2 separate regions of the Gossypium hirsutum genome follow, and region 1 is linked to region 2. The links are chromatin contacts, called in public Hi-C maps. All regions are on one chromosome and are shown on one strand. Each heading gives the region's core, a stretch centred on a gene start, on an enhancer-like site or on the middle of the called end of the contact. The rest is flanking DNA. Distances are from core to core; before and after follow the strand shown. Region 1 holds the start of LOC107909364 (E3 ubiquitin-protein ligase RNF185). Region 2 holds the start of LOC107909381 (probable protein phosphatase 2C 80).

Evidence for each region. A called contact is a pair of places that touch in the nucleus more often than the background predicts.
Region 1: a Hi-C map of leaf shows a contact between it and region 2, with 1.7 times the contacts expected there. The contact joins the promoter of LOC107909364 here to the promoter of LOC107909381 in region 2. A contact is called at or near these places in 2 of 34 Hi-C or Micro-C datasets (both in leaf).

What each region holds. Positions count from the first base shown.
Region 1 is chrD03:1,395,701-1,400,446 of Gossypium_hirsutum_v2.1, reverse strand. It overlaps LOC107909364 (E3 ubiquitin-protein ligase RNF185), which reads right to left and starts at 1,732. Exons shown (of 2, transcript XM_016836851.2): 1 at 1,518-1,732; 2 at 176-1,073. The coding sequence starts at 1,071. The coding sequence ends at 382.
Region 2 is chrD03:1,231,131-1,236,457 of Gossypium_hirsutum_v2.1, reverse strand. It overlaps LOC107909381 (probable protein phosphatase 2C 80), which reads right to left and starts at 2,652. Exons shown (of 6, transcript XM_041089551.1): 1 at 2,387-2,652; 2 at 1,520-1,967; 3 at 1,079-1,444; 4 at 644-968; 5 at 371-520. The coding sequence starts at 1,434.

The DNA of each region.
Region 1 (4,746 bases), core at 483-2,982, 160 kb before region 2:
AAAAATCCAAAGATGTTCAATAATTTAGCTTATGGGAGACGTATATAGCTATTACCACCATGATTGGATCACCCAGAAAAAGCAAAGAAATAAGAAAACAGCTGTTCTCTTTTTATGGTTCTAACATGATTGACACCAAATGACCATTCAAGAATCAACACAATGTTTCTATGTATAGGGGGGAAACGAGCTAATTCCTTTTTTTATTTTGAAAAGAACGAATTAAGACGAGTGTAAGTTGTTCCTGAAGCTACAAATGGCAAAGTATTATATTGACAACTTCTTCTCGAGCTAAAACAGAATCGTCGATTCGGCTATAAGCATATATATACAGACACTAGATAACCAAGCTTTGTCTGAGCTGAAGCGGTTATACCTATTTCACCAATATAGCAGAGCAAGGACTACGAAGACCCCAATCAATAAAAGAAGATTCTTCAACACATTATCTGCTTGCTGTCCTCGAGTGGTTGGCGGCTGGGGAAACCAATGAGGATGACCGCCATGAACCGTATTGTACCCAAAAGGGAACCCCGAAGTTGTTCCGTACACAGTAGCATCTGGGAATCCATGGGACTGGATGTTAAACAATGATGGCAATAAGCCTCCAAATCCCATTGTGAAGTTACCGATCCTGGTGGTTGCCATTGGAACAAAACCTCCCATTAGTCCAAACCCGTAATTGCCAAATGGATTGGCTTCTGGGGGAGGAGGAGGAGGAGCGGTTGCTGGTCTTTGCCCTGTGGGACGGTTAGGGATTTCCATGCCGGGATACAATTTTGAACGTGGATCAGTATGGTTTTTGCCCCTACCGTAAAGTGGAACAAGTTTTTCCTCTTGTATGAGGGCTTTGCAAACAGGGCATTCATGGCAATGACAGTGATGGTGTAACCATCTGTATAGACACGGCCAACAAAAGAGGTGACCGCAAAGAGTGACGATCGGGTCTTGAGCTAACTCGAAGCAGATATTGCATTCAAAACCACCGGCATCGTTAGCATTATCAGTACTACCCGAGCAAGGCGGACTTGGGGGTGGTCTGCTTGTTGATTCCCCAAAACCGCTCGCCATTCCTTAATTCACGCAACACAATAAATCAAAACAATAAAAATCCAAAAACATAATTTAAAGGGGAAAATAAGAAATCTAAAATTCAATGGAATCAAAGATTACAACTTTCAAATTCAATCAACCAAACACACACCCAATTCCTAATTTTTTACCCAAAAATAAAAACCCAGAAAACTCGAAATGAAACTAACACCATAACGATTGAAATCCAAAAAAAAAAAATTGAATCTATTTTAACAATAGTTCATCAAATTGTGCCATAAACGACATTAATTATAAACCAAACAACACCATTTTATTAATCCAACAAAAGAAAAGAAACCCTAACCTAAATTCAGAAGAAGACAACAAATTCAAATCATAATCAATTAAACCCAGTAAAAAAAATCTAAAAACAAGATCTTAGACGTAATACATAATCCAAATTGGATAAAAATAAAACTAACCTGGGTATTGAAGGAACTGATTGGATCAATATTTTTTAATTATTTTTGTTTATTTTTCTAGGGAAAGTTGGGCAAATTTAGGGAAGAATCGAGGGTTTTCAAATTTCTACATAATTTATTATTTATATATTTTTTAATAAATTGTAAATTGCAAAGCAGAAAATAAGTAATTGGGCAGTGGGGGAAACGTTGTTTCTCACCTACTTTCCAAGCTTGACTAATTACTTTGACATGCGAATATATATAGGTTAAAATATGCTACAAGTCCCTGTATTTTACCTACATTTGGAATTTAGTCATTATACTTTTATTTCAGATATTCAATTTCTCTATTTTTTAGATTTAAAAATTCAAGTCTAATTAATAACATCGTTAGTTTTTTGTTAAATTTTTCAGTATGACATTTTGAAATTAAAAAAATCATTTGATGGCTATGTAAATAAAAAAAATGGGTTATAATGGATTTGTATTTAATAAAAGAATTTTAATGTGTTGATGATTGGATTTGTATCTTTAAATTTAAAAAATAGATAGACTAAATTTTTAGAAATAAAAATAGAGAGACTAAATTCTAAATTTATGAAGAGTACAAGGACTTATAACATATTTTAACAAAAAGTATTCTGCTCACATGGCACAATATTAGAGTGCTATATCATGACCTAAATTTTTTTTTGAAAACTTGTAGTTTTTATGTGATGACATGACAATTTTAGAATGTCATGTCCTTACAAAGACCAAATCTCGCAAAAATTCTTTAGTTTAGAGACTAACGTGGACCAAAGAAAAAGATAGGAACTAAGTTGAGGGACTAAATGCTACCTTATCCAAAAAAAAAATGTAGCTAGTTCCACCTTGGTTTCGACTAGATCAACTAGTGTGCACAATTCCAAAAGTAAGCTGGCACAGCAAATTCTCTTTTTCGCATCCATGAAAATTTCAATCTATACCAATCGCGTCGGTTGAAACATTTTACTTTAGTTGGTGCATGAATAATATTAAAAAAATTTAAGTTACTAACTTGTAAACGATAGATTTTTATTTGTGAAGCATGTGGATGAGTATTTTATATAATCGATATATTTTATATTTTAAATTTATTTAATCTTATTCATTTGATATTTGTAAATATTTTTATATACATATATTAAATATTTTCAAAAATATCAATAAATCTAAAAAGGTGCACTAATACAAACCAGTATCTATATGTACTAGTTCTAGTAAAAAAGCGGTGTCCATTGATGCAATTCTGAATACCTTGATATCAATATCCTCCTTTATGAATTGTCCGATTGTGAAGAAGGTTAATCCCAACAATGCAATTTGAACCAATTCTTCTTCTTCTTTTTTTTCCAAAAGTTATAAATATATCAACGGTCTTGAATCAATCATTATAAGTACTAAAGTGAATATTTAATTCAATAACTAACTCAATTCAAAATAACTAATTATAATAAATTTGGAGGAAAACCTACATATTTACAAAATGTAGGGCTCGAACCTAAAACCTCAAAATTTCTTAAATCTTAATCTTACTATTAAGCCAAAATCTGGCCAAAATACTTAGGAAGTAAATTTTATTTAGACTAAACTACACTCAAGGTCATTAAATTATTAGTAATTTTATGTTTTGGCCACTCAAATTTAAAGAGTTAAAAAATGGTTACTAAAATATTTGAAGGTTTTATTTAAGTTATTAGGTTATTAAGTTTTTTTTAAGTATTAAGTTTTTTTTAAGTCCGACTAGCAAGCTCCAAGTGACAATTCGACGATTGGTATGGTGAACTAGTACCTATTAGATGAAAATTGTTTAAATTTCGATTCACGTATTCATGAAGTTCAAAGTTGTTTCAAGAAAAAAAATTAAATTGCATAAAAGAAGGAGAATGAAAGCTTTTGATTAGTGCAGACATTGTGAACAAAAAAGGCCATACAACAATGATTTTAATAGACTAGTGAATTAAATGAAAACTTTCAAATACTTCAGTAACCATTTTGTAACTTTTTGAAGTTGGGTGACTAAAGTATAAAGTTACTAATAATTTAGTGACCTTAGATATAATTTACCTTTTTATTTACGAACCGTGGGTTGGACAAGATTGTTGGACTAGGAAACTCAAATAGGATTTAAGCTCATTTATATGTAAAACCTAAGAGGCAGAAGTTAGGCCAATTCTTGAGAGCCCATACTTAAGGTCCAACCCATGCAAATGAATCTCTTACACTAAAATAGCAATTCATCCAAGGTGGAATAGAGAATAATTAAAGTATGAAATGACAAAAAAGAAAAGAAAGTTACATGCACTATTTGAATGATTAAAATGCTTTTTAAAAAGTGGATTGAGTTTTTGTTCAATTGGTATAAACGTTATTATTAATGTAGGAGGTCGTGGGTTTGAGTTCTAAATATTGTGTTAAAAAAGAACAGATATAATCAGAAATTATAATGAAAAAATATCAGTTGACCCTTGGATTTTAATATTCAAGACTCGAGTTCTACTCGATACAACCAATGTTTCCATTTTTAATATGTTAAATTTTATGTTATATAATTTATATCATATGAATATTAAAAATATAATAGGTTATTATTATGTTAATTGTCAATGAAAGTAAGGTTAAATGAATGATGTGTATTTGTTTTAATTCTTTTTTAAAGGCAATATGACAGTGATTTACCCCTGCAACTGGATTAAATAATTTTTCTAATATAAATATTAAAAAGATAATTATTCAATACATAATTTATGAAAATTTTGAACTTTATAAATTGAATTAACTAAAATTAAAAATTTATATTTTGAGTCGGACTAAAACATTTATATACAATATTGATATTATACTTAAACTCAATCCTGCATATCATAATTTATATTTTAGAAGCTAGCTAAACTACTTTATTGTTAAATTCTTATTATTGTCACATTATGGATAGGTGTGGAAAAATTGATTGACTTCATATGTAGAATAAATTATTTGGTCATAGGTCTGTCCTATACTTATGTTTGGATCATTAATTCCTTTTGATTTTTATTCAAACTTTTCAACATTCAAAATCTAAGGTTACAATTATAATTATAAAGTAAATTTGTTATAAAGTTTTTCCCTACTTAATGAAGTAGGTAGCAACTACCTTACTTAATTTGTTATAAAGTTACATGTCGATCATTGAATTATTCAAAAGTTACAATCACTAGTTTGTTAACTTAATAACAGACATCAACTG
Region 2 (5,327 bases), core at 1,403-3,902:
TATAAGCCTGAGCACCAAGCCATTTAAGAAATGCAGCCAAATGAGGTCCAATGCTCAATTTCTATCAATCTTTAGTGCGCGTGGGTATATATATGTATGCATCCATGCATTTGTGTGTGTGTGCATCCAATGGTCAACTTTTATCGATCTTTAGCGCGCGTATATATATGTATGCATGCATGTATTTATGTGGGTGTGTCCAATGATCAATTTTTATCAATCTTTAGTGCACTATGCATGCATGCATTTGTCAAGACAATGCCATTTCTACTATTTTCAAAGATATTGCCTTAAACACGGTGAACAAAGAAAGGAAAACCACTATAACAGATTCCTTGTATTAGGGTGGAGTAACGAGTCATCGACTAACCTGACCAGAGCTCGGTAGATCACCATTGTTACCGCTCTCCAACTGATAAGTAAAATTGAAACCGTGTTGCTGCACTGGGGAATGAAAAACAGTTGAACCATCTCTAACAACTATGAAACCGCTGTCCCCCAAATTTATTGCATGTAGTCCCTGTCGAGATAGTAAGTACATGAATCGGCATGAATGTGATCAAACTTGGGCAACCCAAGTTATATACCAAAATTCACTAACAATCAAACTCGATGAGACTAGCCTTTGAAAGTGAAAACAAACCTCCTTGTGAAGGGAAATGATGCATGCAGTTGAGGATCCTTGTGATTTTGTGCTTGAATGGGCCTTCTCTAATACTCTGGCCGGGTCAACTGAACCTTTGGGTTCATCTCGAATTGCTTTCACCGAATTAGACATAAGTTCACGAGCAAATTCACCAGCATCAATACCGACTTCAGCCCAGCCACCTACACCATCGGCTACTCCTATGGCTTGTTCATCAGCACAAATGAAGTGCGCGTCCTCCCCTCCCTTTTCTACCTTAGAGGGATGGGGGAGATAACATGACCCGGAAACAAGTGTCAATGTTCGCTCGCTCGGAATAGCTCTGAAATCAACACCAAATGACCAAAATGTGGAAATTGAGTACAAGCATAGATAGCCAGTGTCGGAAATGTTTAAAGCATATAGTAGGGTAAATACAAGATGAGGACATACCGTTGAGGCAAACTTGTGGTTTGGTCATCACTAGAACTGCCATCAAATGACACATCGTGGACGGCCCTAGAAGAGGAACATGGCAAAGGCGAAGTGCGAATACTTTTAATCCTTGGACCAAAAGAAGGATTATATTTGGAATTTCTCGACATTGTGGGAGAAACATAGTGTCCACAAACAAAGAGGGGTTGTTCTTGCTTTCTCAAAACCATACCAGCTTTTTGGCAACTGATATGGCTTCGATCAGCAAAATAAACCCCTTTAGGTTTCAAAAACTCAAAGCCATTCCCGCAACTCGACACTAACTCGTCCACATAAACATCTCCAAAAACAACCTTGGAACCAGACACAGCCATAGTTTTTGCCCTGTTACAAAGATGGATTAGAATAAAACCTAGTATCGGATATCTAATCACTCGGAATAAGGAACAAGAGACTAACACAACAACCCTTAAATTCCAAAACAACAACAATTACTGTCTTGTTGAGGGTCGGTCGGCTCCTTTGGAAGAAGTCTTCAAAGTATCGTCTGCTGAGCAACCGACCCGACTCCCAACAACCTAAGGTATTGTCCCTGACGAGAGTTTTGTCTCTCGTGCTCTGCCCCAAACCAGCTTGCCATGAGCAACTATCTTGAGAGCTTGGTTCACAAAGCCAAGGGCACCTTGACCATACGTAGGTGTATGGCCACCCACCCACCAAGGGCGACGCTCATGGTCGTACACTCATGTACAGTCAAGGCACCCCCCTCCGCAGCCGCTCAAGAAACACTAGCTCTCCGCAGAAGCTGGGGACAAAATCCTCTCCCGAGGACAATACCTTCTGTTGTTAGTGGTCCATTCGGCTGGCTGGCGGACGACACTTAGGAGCCGACCGAACCTCAACATGTCTAAACAGTGAAAACAGTTTAATTACACAACTGGTTCCTGCAATTGTCCTTCAAAGACTAATACATAACATATCAACAATTAATACTAATTCTACTCCAATGAAGCTTATTTCTTTCAAGTTTCAACACATAGAACAGTTAAAAACTGGAAATTTCACCATTTATGGATGATAAAAATGCAGATTTATTTACTTCTAATATCCAGTAATTACATTTCAATGTATGGTCCCTAATAAAAAGAAAACAAAACAAAGCATAGCTTAAGTTTAATGATCCCATTTCAAAGCTTAAAGCTTTCTGCAAAACAATATGAAAACAAAATATGGGTAATTGTAAATAAAATTCACAAAAATTGAAACTTTTCGCAAATACCCAACAACCCAAACGCGAAAAAGGATTGAAAAATAGTAAAATTGAACCTGTTCAAGAAGCTTTGTAGCGTTTAATCTGCTAATATTCGATGCCAGAGGAACCTTAGGTAAATGCTATTATCGAATCAGTAAAAAAATCGTAGAGCGAAAACAAACAATCGAGGGTGAACGAAAAGAGAAAAGATCTGAAAGCTAAATTGGGTCTTTTTCCCGGATTGACGATCCGAAAGATGACCCGGATCCGACTCGAATATCTCCGGAGCTTCTTCTCTCCCTCTTTTCCCTCTCCCTCTTTGGCTTTATTTACAAAGAGAGAGGATAATGAAGGTGATATAGTCTTTTTTATATCGGTCTAATTCTAGTTTTGGTCCTTTTATTATGTTGGAATTTGAAATTTAGTCATTTGAGGGGTCAATAAATTTTTGAGGGGTCGGAATTAGTTGTATGTTTTTATGAGAGTTAAAATATAAATTCACCATTTTAAGAGTTGGTATATTTATAATCTTTTAAATGACTAAATGAAAGTTTTATCATTTTAGGAGCTAAAGTATAATTTTATCATGTACTAATTAAAAATTTTATGAAATTTAAAGGATCAAAACAAAAATTTTCATTTTAGGGGTCAAAACCATAATTTGACCTTTTGATATCAACTCCCATATATTGTTTGTGATAAAAAAATATTTAATTTTTGATAACTTTTCTGAATTTGATCCCTAAACTTGGATTTCGCTAAGGCATAATCACATTGCATACAGGGATTATGTCACATGATCATACCTTAACGAGATTCATGTTTAGGAACCAAAATGGGGAAAAAAATCTATCAAGTTTAGAGACTAACGTGGACAAAAAAAAAATTAGAGACCAAAGTGAAATTTTTTTATCAAATGTAAGGACTAAAGATTAATTTATCCCAATTATTTATTACCGAAATAACCCTCAAATTTTCCATTCGAGCATCAAATATATACCGTTTTCAAGGTTCCTATTCTTTGTTCAATTTTAAAGGAGCACCAATGCATGCATGTTGGTGACAATATCAAAGGATCTTTTTATGACAAAATCAATTAAAATAAAATAAAATCTATACAAAAATATGACAAAATTTATCAACTTTTTTGTCCATGTTCTTTTTGTGACCAAACATAAAAAAATCATGTTTAACTTCAAAAAAATATTTTTTAAAAAGGACAAAATTAAGAGTGTGGCTAGTGAAAATTTCGAGAATATATAAAATAAAAATTTTGTTGGTTAAATTAGTATGGATATTATTGTCAATGGAGGAAGATATGGGTTCGAGTGTGCTAAAGCGCATTATACTCCTGTTTACGGGTTGGAGAGGGGTATAAATAATTTTAGACACCGTATAAAAAAAACAGATATGATTAGAAATTGTATTGAAATTATTAAAAAATATTTAAAAAACAAAATCAAGGGTGTGGTTGGTGTAAATTTTGAGGATGTATAAAATGGAAATTTTGTTGATATGGGAATGGACAAATAACAGTAAGCTAGGATTAAAGATTACCACAAAAAAACAAAGGAAAAAAATAAAAATAAAAGAGAGAAGCTTAAAATTCTTATCCATTCTTATCTATTTTATGCTTCATAGAAATAAAATCAATTATGGACCATATATCTACAATCTACAAATTTACAAATTTATTCTATCTTCAATTTCTTTTGTTTTAGGGTAAGGATAAGTTGGATTCGGTTTTCGATTTTTTTTTTATTTTGGATTTTGGGTTTTTGTATTTTATTTTAACAAAAACGAGTTCTGTTTTTTGATTTTTTGGATATTATTTAGTGAAATTTCAAATTTTTAATAAATATTTTCAAAATTAGTTTTTTTTGGTAAATTATAATAATAAGACAAAAGTCGAACAACCAACGCGACTAGCATGACTCAAACTCAGGTCACACCTGATAAAACATAGTCGGTGGGAATGTTTGAAATCCAAAACCCATGAATGGATGCTTTTGCCTAAAAACAACCCATCATTGTTTAAGATCATTTCAATGTCTTTATATCTCCAAATTGGGTTTTGTTTGGGCCCTTTGATGGATCCCAAATGGGCCTTTACCATTTATTATCATTAGGTTAGGTAAAGAAATTAAAAATCGATTTGAACAATAGTATTTGGTAGGCCTTTTTAAGATTTGTTTAGTGCACTAAATTTTGTAGGTACTTCAAGTTCGTACAATTTAAGTTCTACATTGGACATGTTAACCATCACGGGAGATTCAAGTAACCCATTTTCCATCGATTGAGTCTTATTTCGATTGGAATGTATATTATTGTACTGTTGTCAATACAGGAGGACGTGGGTTCGAGTGTACTAAAGTGCATTATCCTCCTATTTATGGGTAGGGGAAAAGAGGCTACGAATAATTCTAAGCATTGTATAAAAAAAATATAAATTAGAACCAATAATAAGAGTCTACCCACCCCTTTTTTGTGTTAATCTCTCTTTAATTTGTATAGCTAGATCTTTTTCTCTTAAAGAGAGATAATTATCAAGTTCTCTATTTTCTTTTAAATTAGACATTGGTTTGTTGGTTCTACGAAAACTCCTATCTTGAGGCCCAGTTTCAACATATTGACTCACTACTTCCCCTACACTATAAATTTTCTTTAATATTGGGGTAGGATGTTCTCTAATATTGAGGTAGAAGGTTGGACTGATTTGTAATCTAAAAACACTGAATAGTTAGTGTGGTGGATGTTTTTAGTTAGACCTAATCATGAGCTGGGTCACCTGTTCAAGGCTCAAACGTCGCTCGAAAAATAGAAGGGTTTGGGCAAAAATAAAAGTCCGAAAAATGGGCTTGGATAAAAAATAAGTTTCGTTTTCTAAACGGATTGAGCCTCGGTAGGATTTTTTTGGTCCGGGCACGGCCCGAATCAACCTAAACTTTTTTGTTGCCATTTCTCTATTATATTGCTACTATTTGTTGTTATTGTTTAGATATTATATAACTGTTA